3 separate regions of the Ostrinia nubilalis genome follow, and all the other regions are linked to region 2. The links are chromatin contacts, called in public Hi-C maps. All regions are on one chromosome and are shown on one strand. The core of a region is the stretch at or near the end of the contact, and the rest is flanking DNA. Distances in the headings are between cores, read along the strand shown. Region 1 holds the start of LOC135076927 (homeotic protein antennapedia-like). Region 2 holds the start of LOC135076929 (homeotic protein ultrabithorax). Region 3 holds the start of LOC135076926 (homeobox protein abdominal-A homolog).

What was found. A called contact is a pair of places that touch in the nucleus more often than the background predicts.
Region 1: a contact with region 2 is called in a Hi-C map of whole body, with 5 times the contacts expected there. The contact joins the promoter of LOC135076927 here to the promoter of LOC135076929 in region 2. A contact is called at or near these places in 3 of 5 Hi-C or Micro-C datasets (all in whole body).
Region 3: a Hi-C map of whole body shows a contact between it and region 2, with 2.7 times the contacts expected there. The contact joins the promoter of LOC135076926 here to the promoter of LOC135076929 in region 2. A contact is called at or near these places in 3 of 5 Hi-C or Micro-C datasets (all in whole body).

What each region holds. Positions count from the first base shown.
Region 1 is chr12:10,588,467-10,592,536 of ilOstNubi1.1, reverse strand. It overlaps LOC135076927 (homeotic protein antennapedia-like), which reads right to left and starts at 1,960. Exons shown (of 3, transcript XM_063971447.1): 1 at 1,709-1,960.
Region 2 is chr12:10,344,072-10,348,349 of ilOstNubi1.1, reverse strand. It overlaps LOC135076929 (homeotic protein ultrabithorax), which reads right to left and starts at 2,284. Exons shown (of 3, transcript XM_063971449.1): 1 at 1,427-2,284. The coding sequence starts at 1,886.
Region 3 is chr12:10,162,242-10,166,074 of ilOstNubi1.1, reverse strand. It overlaps LOC135076926 (homeobox protein abdominal-A homolog), which reads right to left and starts at 1,646. Exons shown (of 3, transcript XM_063971444.1): 1 at 923-1,646. The coding sequence starts at 1,514.

The sequences.
Region 1 (4,070 bases), core at 711-3,210, 240 kb before region 2:
AATGTAATACATTATTTAACCGACTGAAAACAAAAAGTTAAAGTAACAAGAAACGCTGCTTTATCAACAGAAATATTTAAATATCAATGATTATGTGAGATAAAAATAAAAAGAAGTAATACAAAATACAATTAGCAGTATCGCTATGAGGTATTATGTCCCGGTGTTTAAATATTAATTTATTATTAAATTAAAAATTCTTTAAAACGCCTAAGGCAACAATTATAGTTGTCTTACAGGTGTTATTTCGTAAGCCAGCCATGTGTGTACTCTACTTAACAATTAACTTCTAATGAACAAGTATTTATCTGGCATTAATTTAACAAAGGTGTTTTGTTATTCTGGGCGTAACGAATAAATCTCCCAATAACAGTAGGTTTATTATAATTTCCTATCCATTAAAAGACCGTAATAGATTCTAAGGGGAGGGATATAGAGTTCAAATTGGTCGGGGTTTTCAAAAAAATGTGCACCTAATCAACGCTGTATTGGCAATTAGACCATAAATTGTTACCGGGAACATGATACCCGGCTCGCAATATTTTTTTTAAAAGTTGGTTAAATTTAAAAAAAAACTAACACGCAACTTCCAAAGACTAAAGGAATAACTGAAATAATATTCAAATGGTCTCTAGACTGTGACTCATTAATTTCCACATGTTTAGATTCTACCAGTTTCCATTATTATAAAATAAATTCATTGTGTAATTAATTATGGTAAACCTATCTAGTTATGAGAAATAGAATTTTAACATTATAACAATGTGGTTTCATAGTAACAAAAATGTTAATTGCCTAATCTATCTTGTGATAAAATCTAAACAATGCGAAATGCCTTTTAATTTTTAATTTATATCGATATGATAACGCTACTCTTATTAAAATTTTAAATTATTATTATATCCGTTATTATCTTTTTTAATTTAAAAACAATATACATTTTTAATGGGTAAAATATTTACTTTTTACATCTTCTATCTTATATTTTTCTTAACACGGTATAAATTATACAAAAAGGATTTACTACACCAATAACAATGGCCTGAAAGAAACTAAACAATGGAATTATTAATAAATTTTTCTCTCCGCAAAAGAAAATTCATCTCACGGAGTCATTGACAATTTTCAAGATGATACTGAGCATTTACAAACTGCTCCGAGATTCAAATCTCTTACCTTACACTAAATTGTTTATGATCTGCCGAGACTTCTGACACACGGGGCGCGAGAGCGGCGAATATCACCCCACAGAAATAGGCCTTTTGGATTACTGCAATAAGACTCTTTTTTGCAAATCGATGAAACTGATTTTCAAAATCAACAACATTATCCGTGCCCACAAAGTTAATAATTCAATAATTTGGTCCGCTCAGCCGCTTGCGCGGTCGGTAGAGCTAAGATTTTGTTTGTGTATTGTACTCAGTGCTCGTTCCTAAAAACTATATTTTAATGACTGTCTCATTCTAAATGCGTATGATGATTTCCAATTAACGTCACACATTTTCAGTCCTATTTTCGTAGATTAAGATATTTGCGTTACAAAGTCGTACGCTCGAATTTGTTATCATTTGTAATGTTGTCGACGCTCTACCCGTTTGTTTAGGTTACTCGGCCTCAGCCAGCCGCTTATAAAGCGGTGTTCATCGCAAAAAGTTTGTTCGGCAAACAGCCGGGCCGCCCGAGACTCGTAAATCGGCAATAAACTCACCTTAAGCCTCGCCGGCTGCCGTCGGCGATCGCATCCCGCCAAGTTCACTTCACAGTTGCGTTTCACTCACGTGTCAGCGTTTAGGGCATGAGAGTAATACGTAATGTCGCAAGTCACACGTGGTTGCAGTTCGCGTTGTTTATACGTTACGCAACGCGTTCTCGCGATGGCGCGCGTCAGTTGAATGTGCGGCCGATGGTTTACGATCGAGGCGCACCCCCCCGGCCGACGCCGCACGCCGCGGCGCCGCACTAAATCTGCTACCAGAAAAGGACGCCACCCCCGCTAATCCGGAGATGTTGGACAACGTTAATCGGTCCGATTAATTGGAGGTGATCGCGAAGCGCCACGGCCGAGCCAGGCAGGCCGTCGTAAAGTTTCTTCGTGTATCGTTCGATGCACCAGACGTTGATACCAGAATGCGGGTGGTGAAAGCGGCTCTACTTCTATTGTTGGCGTTTTGAACGGGTTAGAGGGAAAAAACGATTTTTTGGATATTTTGATAAAATGTCAAGTTGGAGCTGTTTAGAACTTGTTTGCGCTACCACCCAATGTCGCATTTATTTTCTGTAATTACTTCAACCACAAATATTAACTTGCTATAATTCCAAGTTTTCAATATTTTCACTTTCTCACTGTGTATTTTCTCACTGTCACGAAAATCGTTCGTGTTGTTACTGAAAGACGGCCTGCGAATTTGGGTATATTTTTCACTGAATGTACGAGTATTCACAGTAGCACTATTGGAACCAAATTAGAACACAATATCCTAGTCAAATAAATAAGCCATGCTGTTGACTTTTGACGTTAATAACATTATTTTAATCTTTGTAAGCTAATGGGGGTTTGAGGGTAGGCACACATTTTTAGTTTCTTGCAAACTACAATAACTATTCGCAATATCAATTATATCCATAAAAACATTTCCAGTTACATTTCTGGATTAAAAATGTAATTTAAAAAATATCACTTCAAAATTGCTACGCGACGCGCGCGGCCTTTGAAACTGCTGTAATATTTCTTGACGAGCAGTTAGACTAATGTTGCCAGTTTAGTAATCTTAATGTCATTTACTATGTAAAGTAAAAAGAAACTAAAAAAGTAAGCATAAAATAAGGTTAATTTAATAATTCTTACCCTCTTTATTTCATTATTCATTATGTGCTCATAATATGTTAAGGCTGAGTTGCACTATCTTACTTTAACTTTCACCAACGTCAAAAATCTGTCAAACTCTATACAAAAATCACCGGTTATTGTTATTGTTACAGTTAAAATAAGGTGGTGCAGCTAAGAGTTGCGGTTAAGGTTAATTTATAGATTGTAATTTGTGCCTAAATATGACTGTGACTTGTTTTGTGAGCCATAAATAAATAAATGACAGTATTTGCCTATGATAATTTCTTTAATAAACTTGCATTTATGAAAGTAGTTAAAAATATACCTAAGTATTATATCCTCCTAAATGTCCGTTGCCGTTTCCATGAAAAACAAAAAATATCAGATAGTTTTTTTAATAATGACGTTTTCTATAGGCTTTATTATCTTAACCTCAATCTACTCACAAAAGGAGATACGCAAAGATGAATAAAAGAAAATTTGTATTAGTAGTAAAAGTGATATTAAATAAATAAATAAATAAATATCAAAACAGACATGATAGCAAAGCAACATAGGAATACCTGCAGTCTTGAGTAAGATGATTCGAAAAGTAAAGAATTTATCCTAAAAATATTAACCGTTTCAAAAAGGACAATGGTCTTTTGAGTCGTTCAATACAACAACAATAGTCTAAGAAAAAACACAATAGTCAAATTCTGTATGACAAACTACCGAAAACAAGCTTTATCTTTCTTCAAAATGGGACCAATAGACACTTTTAGTTGCTAAACCTGTCAGCCAATCAGCGTTGAGTAACCGACGCCATCTTGCTTCCCCCACCAACCGCACGCGCAAGCGCGCTGTCAATAGCGCGCAGTATCATTTGTCAAATCATGACGCTGCACGTATTTTGAGAGGGTATGTAGGTTATTCTTGCATATTGTGTACATAAAAGTTGTGACTTAGCTGGTTTGTAAAAACGATACTGTTTAAAAAAATTGGTAAGTTTTGTAAAGCGGTGTTAGAATAATTAAATTATTTTTCAAAACTATTATTAGGTACCTATTTATTAATTGTGATACAGTGACACATAAGATTTTGACACACAATACAATATTATGTACCCATTTTTTAAGAAATATCTATAAGTATTAAGTATTGTTTAATTCTATATTTTTCTGTTGTAGTTTATTTTCTAATGTAATTTTTGTTTATATAAAATCATAATTATTATGGTGTTGTTTGTCAAACTAGTTAAATA
Region 2 (4,278 bases), core at 1,035-3,534:
TTGCTCCTGGAAATCATCATCTCATATTGATGAGCTGATGATAGAAGGTACAACTCCTTAATGATTAAGAGTTGGAGGATAATTCTTTTAATTTTATAGATAACTATAGTTTCTAAATTTATTCAAGTGTTTGCATCAGATAGACATCATCTCATCATGATAAACTGGTCATGGTAGGTACAATTCCTTAACGCTTAGGAGTTGGAGGATAATTTTTTAAATATTATAGGTACTATTACACCCACAGTTGTATTCTTTCATGTTTTTAAGGTAGGCTAACGGTTTAAGGTCTTTTTAGGTTGCCGATATGATAACCTGTATTTTGCAGGGAATATTATTTTACACTTGACATGAAGAATATAGTCTCAATGTACTGCCTACCTTCAGTGGTAACATGAAGGTAATAATTAGTTAACTAAAAAGCAAAAAATAAGTTAATTTTTATATAAAAAATAAAACCGACTCCAAAAAACAAACACTTAAAAGTAGAAAAATAATTACCTACCTACTAATTACTTATTTATTAGGACGTATTAATATTTATGTTATACCATGATTGTACTTTTGGAGTCGGTGCCAAGATTATGAAACGTGTGAAGTTTGCCTGCACCGACTCCAAAAGTACAATCATGGTATAACATAAATATTAATACGTCCTAATAAATAAGTAATTAGTAGGTAGGTAATTATTTTTCTACTTTTAAGTGTTTGTTTTTTTTCCTAAAAAGATACACTATTAAAATTTTAATCAAGATTTATGTAGCCCTCAAAACATGCAACATCACGATACAATTAGTGTATAGTGAAGAAAGTTTATTTGAACATGATACCGAATAGTGTAAGACGTTAATTTACGATACATTACATGGTTCATTTGATAATGATAATAAATATTTTTTGTGTGTACAAATGTCATTAAAATCTGTTTTGAAATTGCGACACATTTATGAACTGCAAAAATTCACAGCTTTTTGTCACCTAAAAATCAAAATTTGTAAATTCATTGACAATATTGCTTAATTTGACGACTGTCGTAAATTATAATGACACTCAAATCTGTCGGCGCTAATAAGATGTTAACGAGGGTCGTTCGTTTTATGTGCGTTTTATTGACACAAGTCGGCGCTACCTGCGAGCGTTCTTATTGGGCGCTCTCTTACAAGACCGGAACCGGTCGTTTAGCTGCATCCAACTGAATTGGACTATGACAGCGACATTTTAGCGCCATTCGGACTTGGAGAATGTATGCTGTTTTTTTTCTATTAATCAGTTAGATAATTATTTCCCTTTATATTTCATTAATGATTTAGATGATATTTTTACATATTTACATTCATAATGAAGTAATAAATTATAACTTTCGAGAGTATGGAATCGAGACTAATCTCTAACATTAAAAAGTTTAGTAAAAAATGAAGTCACTGACCTGCTATGGCCATCCAAGGGTAGAATGTGTGGTTGGTGGGTTGATGTTGAACTGGTTGAGCGGCGGCTGCGGCGGCTCCGGGAAGTGCACATTGGTTGCCCCAGGGGAGAGCTCTGCCAGGACTCGAGGACTCGCTGTACCGTGCTTCAGGTGTGCAGGCTGCCGGTCTCACGAGAGCCCCCAGCCCAGAGCCCCATTCTTTCCCTCCATAGCCATTCTGTTGCTCTCCACCGGCTTTCGAACAGTCAGCCTTTGCATATTGCTGCTCTCCAGCGTATAGTTTACATGCTGCTGCCACTGAGGCGTCGTAAGGAGAGTCTTGCGGCCTCGGCTGGTGCAGGGCGTGAGGCTGGGCATACGTCAGCCCCAGTGGGAACCCTCTGTACTGGTCACCGCCACCGCCGCCTTGGTGCACCCCGTGCGCCCCGTAGAAGCCACCCTGCTCAAAGTAGGAGTTCATTCTGACCAGTCACTATCGTTCACTAAGTTAGGCAACACTTATGTCATCGCGGTCCCGCGCGCGGTGATAACGCGACCTCCGCCAATGTCACACCAAATACCAGACAATGAAATTTAATTTTATTAATTTTATTGCCTCTTAAACGTCACTCGAGCGTCATAATGGGCCGGCGATAAAGGCCAGTCGACGTGTGTTTACTTTTTACGATTATTTTACGAGTCGGGAGCGCGTGCCGTGGTTTTACGAGCTTTTAAACGGTCGTACGGCGCCGGGTAGTCTGAAGTGGTCACAGTGGGACTGTTTGTTGTCGTATTGTGGGTGATGTCGCGAGTCTCGCGAGCGAAGTTTGTCGTGGCGTGCGATGGAGCGCGCTTGTGGCGGTGTGCGACCGGCGCGGCCCGACTCACGCAGTCAACTGACAAGCGCGCCGCCCCGCGCGCGGCCTGCGATCGCAACTCGACCGATTGTTCCGTCCCCTTTTCGCTAATGACTATAAATATTATCAGTTACGCTCTCTTTTCCCTTTCTTATCACACCTACTGAAGCACGTGGTCTGCCTCTATTGTATTGCAACCCTTGCAAGTCTATCGACGTCTCAATTACAATTACAAACCGATACCGGTATTTCTCTACATTGATAAGAAACCAAAACAAATCTCAAAGTAAGTAAAGCGTTTAAAGATTTTACTGTTAACAATTACTCAATATTGCAATTTTAAGTAGCTAAGACCCAAGTCGTAAAAAAGGGTCGACAAGAGCCCAATAATGACTACTACTGAAAAGTTAAGCCGCAAAGTCGTAAACTCATAAACGTACAATTAGTGAAACGGGCGAGTAAAGAAAAGATTTTACAACCACTCCTCGACCGGGCCACAATGAGCGCGCAATATCGTAACAAGGTGCTGAATAGAGTGAGAAGTCGTAAAGATGATTATTATTTCTTCTACTACCTGTTTTTACGAGTCGTAGCGTCCTCGCGCTCTGATTTTAGGTTTGGGCGTAAGCGCGAGCGAGATGGGGAGTGGATCGTGCAAGTGCGGTTGCGTAGTCGGTGCAGCGCAAAGTGTTGCTGTCTCTATCCAGCGCTGTGTGGCGCGTGCAGGGAAGGCGCACTATCGGTGGGTAAACAATAGCGCATTATCACAAGAGCTCAGTTCGCGCGTTCAAATGAAGTCATCAAACGAATGAATTGCCTGGTGCTGGCCTACCATGAGACACGCTCGCATTTTTATTGCAGTTACAACTTTAAACAAATATTTGCCGATAAAACAGGTTGAGCGCAGCCGAGGTTTTTTCCCCCAGTTTATAATTGGTCAATTTAGGCTCGTACAGATACCGGCACGTCTTAGATAAAGCCTTTTTCGATAGTCCCCGCCCCGCTAGATGGCGCTGGTGGATACGTAAAAAGTAATTAACTTGTAAAGTACATAATTATAAAGTGGTCTGCAGACAAAAAGATAATCACATCTAATTGCCTGTGATTATTAAAAAATGCGCACTCAGTGGGAAATGACGAAATGGTGGCTTTCCTGGCAAGCAGGCATCCAGTTGGTCCAGTGACGGTAACTACGTAAGTAGCATAATTTACTCTGATTTTAATGTGAAAATCGCTTCAATCAAGCATAAATTACAGCTAAGTCAAGACAAAAAGGTCTCTATATTTTTGAAAAGTCTATTAGCCAAGAATGTGTTTATTTAGGCCGTAAGACATAAGAAAATTTCACTACGACGCACTCTCTACCGAATGAGGTAAGAAAATTCTTGAAGTAAGTGACTCTACATTCTTGAAAATAACCCCACAAATACTTGGGATCCAGAGCAAGGGTAAGAATTCCCGAAATGAAGTTGATAACGAATTTGTGGGAGAATTCTTGAAGTGACTGGCAACTCTACATTTGAACTAAGTTTGCGTGTTGCAAATATAGCAGTTGATTTTGTCAATACCTAAGTAAAAAGATATACAATGACATTCTACACAGCTATTTCCATATTTACAGAAAAGCTATTTTCTTTCATATTATACCTTTTAATAAGAGGGGAACAAATCAATCTAGTGACAGTCTCTACGTCTCTTGGACCTAATTTTACTCGCTCTTTAAAACTTATTTGATTAAAAAGCTAAATCCAGAAAAGTGTGAGTTTTCAAAGCTAGAAGAAATCTATTAGAAAAGGTCTAGAAGTAGATACTCTATGAAAAGCTTAAAAAGCCCAAGGAAATACGACGTCAAATGTCTTTTTCGCCTTCAAATCGATCTTCGATCGGTCGGTTTCCTTTAATTTTCATTTCTTCAGAACTTCAAGGCTTGCTTAGAATTTGTATGAAATATTTTATAGTACTTAAACGCAGGTTATTTCATGAACTCTTATTTTTCTTGAAAGTTTTATAGACAAT
Region 3 (3,833 bases), core at 397-2,896, 180 kb after region 2:
GTATTGAAATTGCAAAATTAATATTTATTGTTTTAATTACTCAAATGTCGCGGTTCCATACATTATAGTAATAAAAGAGTAATTAAGCAGTTTATTAAACATTTGATTGCGTTATAATTACTATAGTAATTAGTTTTTATGCGTATAATTATTTTTAGTTGGTATTAAATTTTTAAAATATTTTTTTTTTGATAAATGTTGATAGTTGAAGCTTTTAAAATTGGAGACGTCTATAAATATTGGAAAAAGAATCTGTTATGATCTTTATTATTGTCAATTAACCATTTTAATATAAAGCTGTGCACCTCATAAAACACTTTATAAAAAAGTCTCAAATAAAATAATATATTTTTCAGTTAATAAATACTAAAAAATGTGTATTCTTGTAAAATAATACATAGGCTCTACTATTGAATACAAAACGACATTGTAAACGGCATATAATGACACAATGTCAATAAAAATAATAATGGCCAGTTTTATTGCATTTATACTGCCCCAGCTGAAATATTTTATTGTTATATAAATGATTGACGGTCATTAAACGAGTTTAATTAGCAATAAACGTGTTGATGAACAGTTCTGATTGGAATATTTTCGGAAATGATCATCTTTTCAATTATGTACTTACGTGTACATAAATGTATTTTTGAAACATTGAACAAAATTTGTTACTACTTATTCAAGCACGTTTTCTACATAATAAACAAAAGCCGAAATAAAAAATGCGTGACACAAAATTTAATCGCGTCTTGTAATTAGCAAAATCATTGTCAACGTATTAAGAGGACAAAGTCTAACTAAACTAAAAGCTAATGGGGCGAAATAATATCACGATAGGCACTAAAATAATCAAAAAAGTATTCAAGCGACATTTTTTTCGCAGATCGGAATGGCGGCATGCAAGGAGTGGAGCATTTACCAGTGATTGACATCCACGGGTAGCGGGGAATGTCTGGCAGCGGCTGCGCTGGAGGCTGGGAGCAGGCGGCGCCCATCGCGTCCACGGTGGCCGCCGACGCTGCTGAAGCCGCCGCAGCTTGCTGGTAGAACTGGGCAGCCGCTGCCATGCTTGCGGAAGCCGCTGACACTGCCGCTCCTCCATTGTGCTGGCCCAAAGCGTAGTTCACCATCGGGTCCGCGCCCATCGCAGCAGGGTAGCGGCAGCTCTTGTCATCCGCCGCCGACAATCCTCCGCCCGAGAACGGCACCGAGCCTCCGAACTGCTGGTGGTGCGACACGTAGGGGTACATCCTTGCCGGCGCCCCCGGCGACGCGGATGATGAAGATGATGACCGCTGCGGGCTGCCAGCGCCCGGCGAGCCCGCGCCCAGCGCCGCCGCTCCCAGCCCGCCCGACAGCGACGACGACAGCGACGTCGACAGCGACGACGACAGCGACGACGACAACGACGCCTCTATCGGCGACGCCCCAGCACCCGCGAACAAATTCTGATGGTGGAACTGCTGGTGGTACTTTGGGAGCATGCTATCGATGATGAACTTGGAACTCATCGCTCGGCGACGCGGCGCGCGACGGTCGCCTCGCGGGAGATGCGTTTATCGCCGGCGATTCGGATCGATTCTCGCGCGTGCACCTCTACTATGGCCGCGGATCGTTTATGGCCCGCGTATGAGGCTCTACGACTCCGAATTCCCCGTCGTGGCGAGCGTTACCGCTGCCGCGCGCCGATCGCGAGACGGCGAAACCAACCACGTGCGTGCGAGCGGGACGCACGCAACGCGAGGGGCCACCCGCCGGAACCCTCTCCGTCTCATTAATTCCTACCTGCGTGGCTTATATTAGAAAGAGATAAAAGCTATTCGCTAACGACCATTCCGACGGCCATTGTTTGTAATGGCGCCGAGCCCCGCGCCCCCCGCGGCCTCCTCGTCTACGCCAATAGTGATCCGGTGCAGAACATTCACCGCCAATCACAAACCATTCCGGCATTTCTAGCTGTCAAAGTGAATGGCTTTAAGCGAAATTGCAGCATTAGTTAACATTAAATTTGTGATTCCGTATTGTTTCGTATTAATTTCGAAACGCATGTAATGAAATTAAAATAAGCCTAAAGCCTTGTAATTTACTACAATATGGTAGTTAACGTTTGGCATGGACGTTTTATGTTTTATATTTTCACAATAACAATATTGTTTTGAAGTAACAACAATATCACTTAAATATTGGTCAACTAAAATTATTTTTGTTGAATGTTTGAAATATTTTTATATTTTTTTATTCAAAACATATTTGATTACCAGTTGGTCGAATTGCTGACTATTAATTTAAATGAGTGACTATTATTTTCACATAGTACTCAAGTCTAAAAAAATTATAAATAATAAATCTCACTATGGATTATCATAAAAGGTTGCAATTTAGATTAAATCACGAACATTTTATAAAAAAATGCTTTATGGATTTTCGAAAATCTTTGTTTCTCAATGCAATTTTATCAAACACAGAAGAATATTGTAAATAGATTGGCTAATTTATAAATAAAGGAATCACACATAAATATATGTACGTACCTACATATTGTTTTTTTTATTATTATTCCTGTTAATAATGTCATGAATAAATATAAGCTTTTTCAACACTGCAAATCAGATTTTAATTGGAATGATAATATAGCCAAAGCTTTAAATAATAATCATGTATTTTGAATTGTTATTCAAGTATAAAATGAAATATTAAAGTCCAAAAGATAGTATGTGTGTATTAAAATTATTTAATTTCCCATGAACTTTCATATGAAAATAATGGTTTGTTTATCATGCATTTTCACTCGCAAGTAACAAGTAATAAAACCAATTTTATGAATTGCACCAGTTTGTGTTACGCCGGCCACGTGGACCGACTGAGATCTGCGCGCCCTCTCGCACAGTAAATGCCATCTCTCTCGCCCGTTTCATTCATCTTTACAAGTCGTAACCGCAGCGAGCACATGTGCAATAACAATCTTTACAGCTATAAAAATAAAACCGTTTATTGCGTGAGAAGTTTGTTTATTTATTACGTTTATGATTGCTACCTGCTTTTAGTGCATGGTTTTTATAGAGTTTAGTTGCCTTTTCAGCTTTATCAGGTCGGTGGTACGACTGTGTGACACTGGAGCATTGCATAAGTATAGGGTTTATGTTGTTATTGCAATGTTTATGTCGTAAACGTATGGAATTCCGATATGGACAGTAAGGGGTCATTTATTTTACGATAGAGGTATTTTTTATTGTTTTATAATTGATTTTTGGCCGTTAACCGGGGTCAGCGGAGCATCCAATCTTAATAATTGAGATGAACTCTACTGTAATATCGAGACAATGTTTTAAAAACATTAATCTATTTTTTTTTCATTTTTTTTTGTCATTATCTTGACCATTTGGAAATTTTCATATTTTATCTATAGTAAATAAATAAAAATTGAATAAGTCGAGTAATAAAATAATATTCAAACATAAATAATTTATCGATGAAATAAGAATGTCTTAGTAAGTCTATAATTTTTTTTTTAATTCTAATAAGACGAAAATATGGTACACATCTCCAAGCAAGTTTTATTTTATCCTATTGGAATATAATTTTTAGTATTCCGGTGAATATTGGAATGTGACTCTACATTTTTATTATTGGTTAGATATTGAATTAAGTATTGACACTTTTCAATAATGTAATATTTTAAAATGTTTACATAAATTGAATGATTTCGTATACGTATACAATAAAAATATGGCACCTAACGCATTTAAATTACTAAATAGAGTGATATTAATTAACAAATAATTAAAATTTTATTTAAATGAACTGTTTAACATGACCTGTTTTTGTCAATT